Regions from separate parts of the Bicyclus anynana genome. Here region 1 is linked to region 2. A link is a contact called in public Hi-C data. All regions are on one chromosome and are shown on one strand. Each heading gives the region's core, a stretch centred on a gene start, on an enhancer-like site or on the middle of the called end of the contact. The rest is flanking DNA. Distances are from core to core; before and after follow the strand shown. Region 1 overlaps LOC112058583 (protein winged eye). Region 2 overlaps LOC112058583 (protein winged eye).

The links. Hi-C and Micro-C count contacts between places; a contact is called where the count stands out from the background.
Region 1: a Hi-C map of whole larva shows a contact between it and region 2, with 3 times the contacts expected there. The contact joins two enhancer-like sites. A contact is called at or near these places in 2 of 2 Hi-C or Micro-C datasets (whole body and whole larva).

What each region holds. Positions count from the first base shown.
Region 1 is chr11:16,838,194-16,844,618 of ilBicAnyn1.1, reverse strand. The region is part of intron 7 of LOC112058583 (protein winged eye); the gene reads right to left. Among protein-coding and RNA genes, the nearest start is that of LOC112058582, 38 kb to the left of the region's middle. Within about 2 kb of position 4,643, at least 8 of the 8 cell types and tissues checked have open chromatin away from gene starts, as enhancers often do.
Region 2 is chr11:16,790,540-16,797,700 of ilBicAnyn1.1, reverse strand. The region is part of intron 1 of LOC112058583 (protein winged eye); the gene reads right to left. Among protein-coding and RNA genes, the nearest start is that of LOC112058583, 47 kb to the right of the region's middle. Within about 2 kb of position 5,235, at least 8 of the 8 cell types and tissues checked have open chromatin away from gene starts, as enhancers often do.

The sequences.
Region 1 (6,425 bases), core at 3,394-5,893, 48 kb before region 2:
CCAACGAATTATTGCATGTATAGGTCCTACTGTTAAGATGTGGATATAATCGGCTTAGGTTGAACTGATTGATACGTTAAAGCCCTCTGGCAAAGGGCTGCCATGAAGCGACGAAGTGATGACTGGCAAATGGCACAAGTTTCTTCATACATACTATACCGAAGATATTAAAAAAACAGTGGATCTTTACAACGTCCGCGAACGTTTTGCATCTACATTTTTTAATTAGTACCAAAAACTTTGGAATGCCCTTCCGGCGTTTGTGTTTCTTGACACTAATAATTCAAACACCTTCAAAGCAAGAGTGAATAGGTATCTTCTAGGAAACCGAGGACGTCGGCTCGACCTATAAAGAGGTAATGTTTGCGAGGTTGTAGGGGGTAATCTCTAGATCCACTTAACAGATTTTAAAATTTATTTTACCAATAGAAAGCCCACTTATTTGTGAGTGTCAGAGGCAGTATTTTATTCCAGTATTTCCACGCGGGTGAAACGTTGGGAAGAGGGCTAGTTTGTATAGATTAGGCAAATTGTATATTGTCGAAAATATCATCGCTGTATCACATAATTTGTAGGTATACGTACTACATCTATATCTCCAGAACGCCTTTAACCGATAGCAATAGACAAGGGTCAATGGGACAAGCCTTGAAGGGGTAAGAGCCTGTGTGACCAGACCTTTGTCATTTTATAGGCAAAAGCTTGTCAACTCAAATTCCTGTCAATGTTCGTGATTTTGTGCACAACGCGTTTGTGCTTGTCACCGTATGTACCTACTGGGAGCCTGCGATAGTCAGACATGCCTACCTAGTAGTTCGTTATCAACCTATATTCAGCCCACTGCTGAGCTCGAGTCTCCTCTCGGAATGAGAAAGTTAAGACCAATAGTCCACCACGCTGGCTCAATGCGGATTGGAGACTTTACACACGCACAGAATTAAGAAAACTCTCTGGTATGCAGGTTTCCTCACGATGTTTTCCTTCACCGTTTGAGATATGTGATATTTAATATCTTATAAAGCACATAACTGAAAAGTTGGAGGTGCATGCCCCGGACCGGATTCGAACCCATCACGCCCCCCGGAATCAGAGGCAGAGGTCATATCCACTGGGCTATCACGGCTCTACATACCTAGTAGTTCTAGTGAAAGCCCGAGCCGTCAGCTGTATCAGAGATTAGCCAAGACAAACAGACAGACAAAAATAAAACAAAAAGTTCATTCGTGTTTAAGTATCGTATATATTTAGATAGATAAATAGTAGATGGGCCGACTAGTCGGCAACTATCGCAGTTGGCCACTAGTTTTAAAGGGAATGTCTCGCGACGCTCAGGATTCCTTTTTTTAATAATCCTTCGCTTGCTCGGCATTCAATACTCAAGAACAAGAATTAAGAAAATAAACGCCAAGTACCTAAACGATAAACATAAACATACTTGCAGGCGACGCATAAATTAGCTGTACCTAAACTAAGAGCCGTGAGAGCCGAGGGATAAATGACCTCTGCCTCCAATTTCGGAGGGTGTCGGTTCGAATCCGGCCCGGGGCATGCACCTCACAACTTTTCAGTTGTGTGCATTTTAATAAATTAAATATCAAGTATCACTCCGAAACCATGATCTACTTGGCCGATTAGTCGGTCTCTTAACAAACCCACTAGTCGGATAGTTGGCAAAAGTCATAGTCGGCACATCTCTAGTAGGTAATTAGGTAAACTAAAAGCATTTGAGAAACATAGTTACGTATATTCATATCGCAGACATACACTTTAATTTTATTTACATGTATGTAGTAGATGATGAATCAATGAATCAATTAATGATGTGGTTGCTAAATATGTAAAATGCAATTATGCATAGGTACCTATTGCAGAAAAATATGCAATGACGATAGTCGCATATCGCGGGTAGTCGCGCAATTACGTAATAAACATAGATTTTGTACTAGTAGAAAATCTGTGGTAATAAAGACATTTTTGTTTAGTGTGCATAAGTCTTATTATTATTTACCTAGCCACTAGCCGAACACGGAAACTGAAGGGTCTTCGTATTCGGCAAGTGGCTAGTAGTGTTCACAGTAATAAAGCGAGGTTTACACGAAGCTAGTAAGCCTGGCCTGGCCCGTGTTCTTTAGATGATGCGAACTGAATTCATTTGATTCCTGGATTATTATGAGGATCATCTCACACTTCGTGTTTTTAACACGAATTAATTATCTTCACTTGTAACTAACTATGTATGTAAGAAAATCTTGGAATCATAATTTGACCCACTCCCCGCTCTTCGATTAGGATGAAATTTTGCACACGCTCCGAGTTCTGATGACAATACATGACTAGCTAAGAAATTCATTACAAATCCAATATGGCGGCCTCCCCAAATTGACGGACTAGCTGTTTGAAATCCACCCCCATGATATGGATATCAAATGAAAGGGTTTGCTGTCAGGATTACGAAAAAAAAAATCAGTGCGTGCTAAGTGTGTTTTTTTTAGTTTTTTAAACTATTTAAAGTTATTTTATCTTCCTTAGCATTTCACACCTCAGATAAATTGATTATGAACCTGCCTAGCCAGACGTTACCTACCCCTCTGTCAAAGATCAAGAATCAACGATCTAACTGTTTTTTAAATCTGTTTTTCTAAATCGATGATGAAATCGTTTTCGTTGAGCTCCCTAAAAATGCCGGTTTGTGTAGTTAGATGGCAAAAAAGTGCAACAATTTCTAGTATACTAAAAGATGAAGCTACGTTTAATATTTTACCTTCATGTAAAAAAAAGCGTGTAAAAACGTCTATCTTTTAGTACCTGTACGAAACGTACCTGTGGTTTCCAGTGAATTCGCAATTTTGCACTAGGACTGCATTATGAGCATAGATGCTTACTTAACTGTAAACTCCCATTGAGAGGTCTTTGACTTTTTGTCGGCAAACGGCATATACCGAAATGATTAAAAATAAGATCATCTATACATTATGTTGCCCTAGTACAGTCCCGTGAATAGTAAATTTGTAATCCCGTGGGGTCAGTAATCAATTGTGCCGGCTTGAAATGTGACTGGACCGGTTTTATTTCCGGGCGCTGACGTCGGTTTTACATGCGGCCCGAGGTATCTACGGTCTACTTATTAATTTTAAACTGCTGTTGATCCGGTGGTAAAGGTAGCTTCAGATTATATCAGGTCCCAGGTTCGAAAAGGCTAGCCTTAAAAATGTATAATGGAGTGTTCTTACAATAGTTCTCAGCTAGTTATAACCTTGAAGTTAATATAGAACCTTGTCACTTGATACTCATTAAATAGGATTTTATAGAGGAAAGATTAGATTTTTTTGAAACAAAACTTCGTTTGTAAAGTAAAATACACACGCTTGATTTGGGGAGTAGGTACGTAAGTAATGCGTTACAAAAAGTGTTATCGGGCGATGTGAACAGTCGTTGAGAGGGAAATAGGAGAGGGAGAGAAAAAAGCTTTACTTCAATCTTTTAACGTTAGCGTGTGGTCTAAAGCACACGTTTGTTTTGTTTGTTTCGATTTCAACTGAAAAACTACTTGACCTCAAAAATTCTTACACAATTTAAAAGCCACATCTTCATCGAGTAACATAGGCCTTATTTTATCCCCATATGTACACCGGAACGGGAACTACGCGGATGAAACCGCGGACCATTTCCCGTTTTTATATAAGTAATTTTGTAGAACATTCATTTGTTCGTACCTACTGCCAAACTACGGGTACGAACGATCGTTCTCATCAAAGCTAGTAGAGCAATTCTGAGCTGTATTTATCCCTTTTCCGATCATCTATGAGGGCCCAGTTCTCAGCGCAAAAGGAGGTCATTTACTTAATAAGGTTATTCAATTAAACAACGTCTTATTAAATCCATTAAGCAATCTAAAACGTGTGTATAGAATTACCAACGCGTCAGAACGCTTCCTTGATTAACGAAATTTGCATACGGATCAAATAATATAAACAAAAACAAAAAAACTTTTCTCACGAAACAAATTCCCACAATGAGATAGATGTAATATCGGAGTGGCAGTCGCGCGAGGAGGCAAAAAGATGATTACGAAACTACAAGCACGTGCTGGTATGTCTGTCTCGCTTTTGCTCATCACTCCGTCTCTGTTTTTTCTACGTAGTGCCACAGAGTATATTTGTACAGAGAGCTTGTTTATGTTTCACATCATTGTTTAAAAATTACATTTAGTTTCTTTGAATGGCATGCATGAATGCAAGAAATTAATGGAACGTTGAGCCACTAAAGTTAGCAACAAGAATGTATTTCAGTACTTATTTTTTTACTCATATAAATAATAAATAATAATAAATATAAATAATAAATAATAATAATAAATCATAGGTATAAAGAAAAACTTTAAAACCATATTAGTTTGTTTTTGTATTATGTGCAATTTATAATGAATTAAATTATGACAACATTTTCGGTGTCATAATTACCTGAATAGTTTATTAGTTAATAGAACTTTTAATAAATACCTAAACGACTATAGATATAACTTATTGGATTTATTTTTGTCGAAACTATGCACTAAAGTCTCTATTTCTACTTACACTGTACATCGTATCAGTTGACCTTCACCGCAAGGTACCGTTCCAACAACAGCATTCCAAGCGTAAGTCTATCTCGCTCCCACTCACCACGAAACGTTCACGACGACTCGTAATATCTCCTAGTAACTGCTGATAGCCTAGTATCACGCGCGCTGAAGAAAAGGGTTTATCCGACGCCGAATGACATTCGTGCCCCTAGATTTTCCGACCAAACAAATCTAGCCTAGTTTTCCACATAAAATAAGCTAAATCAACCAATAAAAAGCGTACTGAAAATATGTAAAGAAATCGATAAAATAAAATAGTTGCACTTTTGTTGTGTATTTCGTTCGTTTGAAGTTCGTTTATTTATTTATCTAGAAAACGGCGTGGCGGCGGATCGTTTTATTATTTTCACGCCGATTCTATTCTAGGTCAGATAAATAGCGTCCCTATCCTAGAATAGAACTACGTCGCGTTGCGTGCTCAGTGTAGCGAGGCGTAGCGTAAATAGACGATAGCACGGCGCCGCGGACGCCGGACCGGTATAGCGTTACTGTTACGGTCTATTGCAGACTGCTGTACGGATCTTCTGCGATGGCATTATTCTACTTTATGAGTAACACCATCCTCCATTAATTCATGATTCCAATAAAATTTAATACCTTTCACAAAAAATACAAATATTTTTAAATCTATTTAAAACCATCAAGTCTCCTGGTAGGAGTGATTGAGGGTCCAAGCAATCGGTGGCCAGGAACTGAACAAGGAACCTCCTCAATACGCGCCGTCTCTGCTCGTGGGTTCACTTTCTGTATCCGATTTTTGGTTCTCAAAAAGAACAGATCAGCGAAAACTTTTCTTTTCAAGTGAGCTATTGTAAATATACGGTTATACGGTACAAATACGGTTTTTATCACGGCGGTAATCCCGTGAACGAGGAACAAGTATTTTGACACATTTATCTTTCTAGATTTCAAGCAAATTTTACAACTTTAACAATTACATTTCTCTAATTAACTTAAACTTAAATTTTTCTAATCACACGGCAAGTACAGGGCATGACAGGTTTACTGGCTGCAATATTAAAGGCAGTAATGATAAATATCGATGCACAGGAACTGACGCCACTTCGTAGGCATCGTAAGATACTTATTATTATCTCAAGATCTATAGTCATATTGAAGAGCAAGCTGTTGATAGATTATCCTGGATACTGGATGCCTGAGTATTCGCCGTTAGTAAGGTGAGAACACAGAGACGATATTAGATATCTGGCCGGGATGATAACACGCTCGACGTTATATAATCAATATTCGCAGACTGTGAAATAATTTGATGGTTCCCCGTGCCGTGAAAGCAGTAAGTTGTCAATTCCGGTTGTAATCATTAACATCTGATAGTAATCATTACAGAGTCAACAGTGTCATCCTAAACTTATAGCACTATGGAGCACGGTGGGTGATCCGATCTCCGAATCTCCCTTTTTGATTGTTGGAGCTGGCCCCTGTGCCTTGCGGTAATAGCACATAATAGTATGAGTTATAGTTATAGTGATGATGATAATAAAAATAAAACTGCACGATTAGTTTTGACATACATATAAATGAAACTTATCTAGCACACGACTCAATTATTTGTTTAGCAGCCTCATAGAAAATAACACATTAAAAATGCAAAACAGAAAAAATACTGTTCTTAATTTATTTACATTATTTAGCGGTGAAATTTTTATTTATAAAAAGCGCGAGACCTATGAAAAAAAATACTAGGATAGCAGAGAATGAAAAGTGTTTCTTGTCTTGTTTTTTCAGATTTCACAACAGCTAAATTATTTATATTAGGTAAATAAAATGTGTATTTGCATGGATT
Region 2 (7,161 bases), core at 3,986-6,485:
TATCTTTAATGCTATTAGAAATATTTATTGTTTATTAAACATGAACAAAATAAATTAATTCGCGTGTTTCCTCCAACTAAGCGTGAAGATTCTAAAAATGGCATGACTGTACTTAATATTGTGGATTTTCCTATTTTTTGATTAATGTGTTTTTATGTCGCCTTGGTCTTGTGCCTAGTGGCAGTTTTCAATGTTTTTCATAGTGACTATCGCGTAACCGTAAACGCGAATTTATAGGGAATTGAAACAGTGCAGTAGTGCCACTAGGTGGCGCTGTTTCCTAATACTATTATTTGTATGCTATGTGGTTTCGCTTCATTAAATGCTTGGAAACCAAATACAATTTCTAACAAATTACAGTACCTACCGTTTTTAAATCGAAAATAAAGTGACAAGTGACAATTTTACAGGTAGACCAGGCAGACATAACTATACTACTCGTAGCATGAGCGGTATGTTTCAATGTTTATTTAGGGCCAGACGCTCCCTTCGGATGCGTCATTCCGCCCTAGTACACGCAGATGTAATTATCTCTCGCCTAGGCTTCTAATTTCAAGAGAGGGAAAAAATGATAGGGCTTGGAGTGGATGCTAAGCAAATTAAATACTATGCACTTTACCCACCCCTAATTAAAAAAAGTCGGCGTGTGTACTTATTTATCGCGTGTCTAATACCTACCTGATGTCGTGATAAAAGCTTTGGTCCGCCGGGTCTTATTTCAGCAGGTTTTATGTACGTGTACTAGAAATACTTTTGAAACACTAATTGGACACCACTATTTAGCGCAAAATAGTAACACAGCAGTGGCGTGCACAAGGTTTTCAACTAGGGCAGGCATTATGTACAAATTTTACAAAATTCCTTATTCAATAGAGCTTTCTTTAGCATCAGTCCTCTGTGTACGCAATGCATATTTTGTGCATATCTATGAAGTGCACGCCAAATTCCAAATTAAAATGCAAGGAGACAGTCTTCATAAAAAATCTTTAATTTAACAGTTTTTTACAGACTTAGAGAATTAACTACATACATGAAATTTTATTTGCAAGATTTTGATGTAAATGTGTACATTTTAGCTTCTACTTAGAAAACTAAAAATTTTAATAAAAAAATTCAACCGACTTCCAACTCAAAAATTAGCCTAAACTAAAAAGCAAAAAATAACATCTTACCTATGTGCTACCTTCTGATCAGTTTGAAGGCGGTGCCAAGCCAGAGATGTTTTAATTTAAGCCGTTTAAATTACAAAATTTCTGTGGTTCTTTCAAAAACGGCTTTAATTAAAACATGACACTGGATTAGCACCGCCTTCAAACTGATCAGAAGGTAGCACATAGGTAAGATGTTATTTTTTGCTTTTTAGTTTAGGCTAATTTTTGAGTTGGAAGTCGGTTGAATTTTTTTATTAAAATTTTTATTTTTTAATTTTTAGTGTTAGCACACCTACTGAGTGTGAACAAAAATTAATAAACAATTAGCTAAAACGTTATTTTCTTATGATAAGTATCTAAGTAATACAATCCCAATTTTAAAAATACTACCTTAACTCATACACAAAATTTCACTCCCCCTTTATCCACACGCAATATGAATATTCAGAAAAACGTGAAAGGTGACCGTCCTCCGTCTTCATCACCAGACCCCCTATGCAGTCACAATCCATTTAGGTGAAAAGTTCTCATCAATACAAATTTATCAAGTCCAAAGACTAGGTAGCTACTGTGAACCGTCGAGGAGTTCCCTTAACTCTCCTTCATCTTCGTCACCAGACCCCTAATACAGTCACAACCTATCCAGGTGGAAAGTTCTCATCAATACAAAATTATCAAGTCAAAACACAAGGTAGCTACTGTGAACCGTCCAGGAGTTCCCTTAACTATCCTTCGTCTTCATCACCAGACCCCTAATACAGTCACAACCCATCTAGGTGGAAAGTTCTCATCAATACAAATTTATCAAGTCCAAACACAAGGTAGCTACTGTGAACCGTTGAGGAGTTCTCTTAACTGTCCTTCGTCTTCATCATCAGACCCTTAATACAGTCTCAACCCAACTAGGTGGAAAGTTCTCATCAATACAAATAAATCAAGCCCAAACAAAAGGTACCTGCTGTAAATCGTTGACGAGTTCCATCGTCTGTGTTTCGGCTCCATCATCAGACCAACTCCAGACCTTCATAAAATTGTAGTGGCTTAAAATAGATTATGGAAACACTAACTAACGCACTAGCCGTCCCTACGATTTTCGAAAGTTCCCCTCGATTTCTCCAGGATGCCATCATCAGATCCTGACATGAAAAAAATGGGACCACCCTGGAATCAAACCCTTTGAAACAAAAAAAGAATTTTTAAAATCGGTCCACAAATGACGGAATTATCGCTGGACATACATAAAAAAAAAAAAAAAAAAAAACATACATACAGCCGAACGTAGAACCTCCTCCTTTTTGGAAGTCGGTTAATAAAGAAAGTGTGGTGCCTATACATTCATTTAATTAAATGCAATGTTGGAGTATGTGGCGAAACGCGCTTGCCTAGTGCTTTCTGGTTAAAAGGTACGGCGTTACAGCGGCTTTATTTAGTCCCAATTTAATCCAGCTTTTATACCCAATTTACAAAAACAATTGAGTTAAATCGTAAAGGTTAAGCCATTTCCACTTTGGCGAATGAATGTTTCAAATAAGAAAAATTACGCAATAGAATTTAATAACACTTAGTTAATGATAACAAAACAAAGTAAGAAAGTCAAGGAAGTGACAAATTGAACTCTTTCAATAACGGTCAATTATTATTCCTAATTTATTTTGTGCCTTTAAAATATATTTTTAATTTAAGAACTGTTCATACTTATAATTTCACTTTTCTACAGCACTTAGCCTAAGCTAAGCCTTTTACAACTAAACGAAAACACGCGATTTTCGCGAGTGATAAACATTTATAAAGCTGATAATTGAAATTGTATCCTTTCGAATTTCATTCAAGCCTTCCACTGTTGAGCTATTAAGACTAAATTCATTTGAAACAAGCCGAGGGCAAAAGCAAGTATCTCTGTAAAGAGATCCATGTACTTATAGATAATTTACGAACTAGGTCCGCCGCACGTCTCCGCCCGCGGCGCGCACGTTAGGGCGTAATTTAGTGTCGGCGATAACCCGGACAGCTGGTGCCCTACAACTTGTAATCACTGTCGTTGCGCTTTGTTATTACTCATTAGTAATGATAGGATAGCATGCGTGTGCGCACGACCGCTGCACAGTTATGTACTCCTGGTGTTTTTTTGTTTGTGGCAGTGAGGTTGATCGGTTAAGACTTGAGAGTTTTTTTTGTCAGTTTTTTGTTTTGGTATTTGTTTATCAAGCGAGTCGCAGGTATTCGCTGGATGCAGGTGGCTCAGTATCGTGATGTTTGGAAGTCCCTACAAGAAGACCTATGCCCATGCCGCCTATGTCCTGCAATGGACGTCCATCGGCAGACATGATAATTGATAATAATGATGATGATGATGATGTTTACTTGGTCTTGAAAATTTTATAAATAAATTAAGTAGGTAATATAGCCGATATTATAGCCAATGAATATATTTTTTAAATAAGACTATTTTGCCTACGACTTTTTTCTGTGATTTAATTTTTTCAATGACATTTACTGCAATAAGAATTAAGAAGGCAGTCAAAAATGGTTACGGCATGTTATGTAGTGGTTACGGGCTAAATTGGTAGAAATACAAGTTTATTGAACATATAACCCCAAAAGCCTTAAATTCTATGCAATATCATGCCGGAATCGTTGAATGTATGTTGTTAATAAATTTCCGACATTTGTTTCCTGCCGTCTAAGTTTAAATACCTTCAAAATTAGAATGAACATATTAATTATCGTCCCCGCAAATATTATAATAATTATTGTAGGTATGCATTCTCTGGGCAAACACGCCTCTCTTCTCACACACACTTAGCCCTTAGTCGACCACGCTGGCCAAATGCGGATTGGCAGGCTTCACACACGCAGAGAATTAAAAAAAATCTCAGGTATATCCTCACGATGTTTTTCCTTCACCGTTTGAGACACGTGATATTTTATTTCCTAAAATGCACATAACTGCAAAGGTGGAGGTGCATGCCCCTGATCGGATTCAAACCTACGCCCTCCGAATCAAAGGCAGAGGTCAAATCCATTGGGCTATCACGTCTGTCTAAAGTGAAAAGAGGTAAGGTTTGATTGTAGAGAGGTAAGGTTTGATTTTTCGTGTGTTTGTTTATTACAATTTAACCCATTAACTACTTGATCGATATTACAAATTATTTTAGCATTAGGCAACTACATCTTCACTGAGTACTTACAGGACGGAAACCATGCGAGTCAAACGCGAGGGCGTAGGCTAGTTTTACATATGATTAAAATATTGTTGAGCATTCTGGCCAAGGAAATGAAAACAACATATCGGATATACTACTCTATACTGCGGAATATTGTCGATGTAAGAGTTACTGTGTTCTGTGGGAACTTCGTAGTAAACTGAGAGTTGTTTACTCCTCGCTGTTATCAAGTGACGCGCTTCCCAGAACCGTCTACCTAAGCCCAGGCTCAGGTAGCGACCTCCGGTGATGTGCATTGTTACCGTGGACTAATACATCGATATCGATATAAATATACATTTCAAAATGTATGCACGGCAACAACAACTTCGACTCTCAACAACTAAGTACAGATATGGGTTCGATTGATGGACGGGTAGTTTTTTCTTAAAAAAAAAATATTATTTAATGATAATTATTAATTATACAGTACAGTAACAACATAAATTAATAAAAAAGAAAAGAAAGGAAAGGGAGGACAGACAGAGCTAGCTGATATAAATATAAATCCAACCTATCTAAAATACTAAAGTGGCTATAATTTAACCACTTTAGAATTTTAGTTTCTAGTGAACTTATAAATACTTCATAAGTTTAGCTTTACTTCATAAGTCTTTTCGATTAAGGAATATGGTATCTATCACGTTTCACAGCGTGTGATATTAAAACTAGTTTACTAGTTACAATAATAGTTGTTATTAAAAAGTTGCTTCGTCTTGATACCCTTTGCAACAAATATGATAACTTACTACTTATACATGCATTAAGATACATATTTCATTCATCTACGGCACAATAAAAATATATATTTTTACTGTGTCTACGGTGTGTGTGGTGGGTGAGTCCAGTGAGTGAGTAAGAATGACCGCGAGACTGACGGCGGCGTCTCGCAAAGTACCAGACTGCCATAACGTGTAAAGAAATAGTCACGCGGGTGATGCCGCGCCGCTACGAAAGCTTTGCTAACTAAAGTGTTTTTCAGATAGCATGGGTACAGTGACAGTCGCCTGTATGACGTTCAGAATACGTAGTATTATCGTATTGCGGCAAACTTTCAAGAGTGAAACGAAATGTCACCCGCTCTATCCTACATGTAACGAACTGTAGTGAAAATTTCTCATATTTGGTGCTGTGAGGTTTTGCGAGTGCATAATTCGAGGTCAAAGCATGCATATTACGATTCTGTAATTAGAAAGAATATTTTAATAAATTTCGATTATTATTATTTATCGCTACTTAGGACTAAGCCTAATCGATTAATCACACATCGATAAATACCAATTTTGAACGATCGGATCGTTGTAGATGTTCGAATTCGTAAAGGGATGATCGGTTCAAAAGATAAGGACGCGTTGTCGAGTGACAGTCAAATGTTTTGGGTATCTTTTAGCTCGCTCTTGATGGCGCATAGTGATGTGATGACTATCGATAACCGCGGAATGTAAACCAGTAGAGAGTGGTGACGTTGTCCAGTTGACGGACAAACGATGTTTGTTGTAAATCTTATTGGGGATAGTAAAAATTGTTTGCTAGTTCAGATTACAATAAATATCATTCACTATAATATGTATTGAAAAATGAGTCGCGAGTTTAGCAAAAACATATTATTAATAAATATAATAAATTACCGGGTATGATGACATTCATGAATTGTGTTTTCTGAGATTGTGTGATGTGCACTGCTTAAATAAACGTTATCTTTTACCTGACACAATATTGTTAATACTTATATGTACATAATAAGGTATGCCATCCACCAGAAGTCGTCAGACTATACCTGGCTGTAAAATTAACCAATTTTTATGAATCAAGTAGCCAGACGATCATTTTAATTTTGGAAAAGTACTTTTTCTGGATAGTATAATAGGATACTATTTCCAGACAACTATTGCAAAAAGAATATATAGTTATTATAATAGGTAACAAACTGACATTCGCGTTTATAATTCCAGTTAGGTTAAGAGGAACATCGATACCGAAACCGAGCTCATTATAATTTATTACATGTCCAAGATAAGTTATCTGTTCCGAGAAACATCGATAACCCGAGCGCGTCTCATTTCCGCGCCTACGGGCCGAACTTCCCGTGCTTTGGCGCGCTTTTTTGCTTCTACCCTCGTATGCGCCCCTAATGCTAATTGTGTCACATTTTTAACCACTGACGGAATAGAGGGTTTGACAAGTTACCACGTCTGCTTGTCTGACTGTAGTATCGTATTTTCCTAACTAATGTTTTTAATTAAAGATAGTTTTCCGGAGAATATTCCTCGTCAATTTGATATATTTGCAATAGCCAGTCCGAAAATATTTCGGTTGATTTTATATATTTTTTATACGTTCGATTTATAAAAATACCAGTCACTCTATATCTATTGATCATATTTTAAAAAAAAGTTTATGGCAAATATTCTTTAAAAAAAAAAACTAATGCCATGTTTTCCCTGATCTAAGTAACCTTAATCTACTTGTAAAAAATCTTAAAATCCGTTTAGTAGTTTTGCATATTAGCGTAAAATTTCACTCCGTTTCTATATTTTATTGTAGGTATTCGTAAGTAAACTATTTTTATATGTATACTCATGTAATATACCTTCCTTCCATATGACCAGTTTTTATTCCAGCTTAAAATGCTGCATCGTTAAAATTCTATCGTTTCGTTAATCGTTTATCATTTATTTACAGGTATTGGCATTTATATGCAATTCTAAAACGCATGCGTCATTCATACAATATTAAAGATCGCGAACACAAAGCGACTTTGACCTTTAAACTACAGTCGTAATCGAATATAACATTACATATTACGC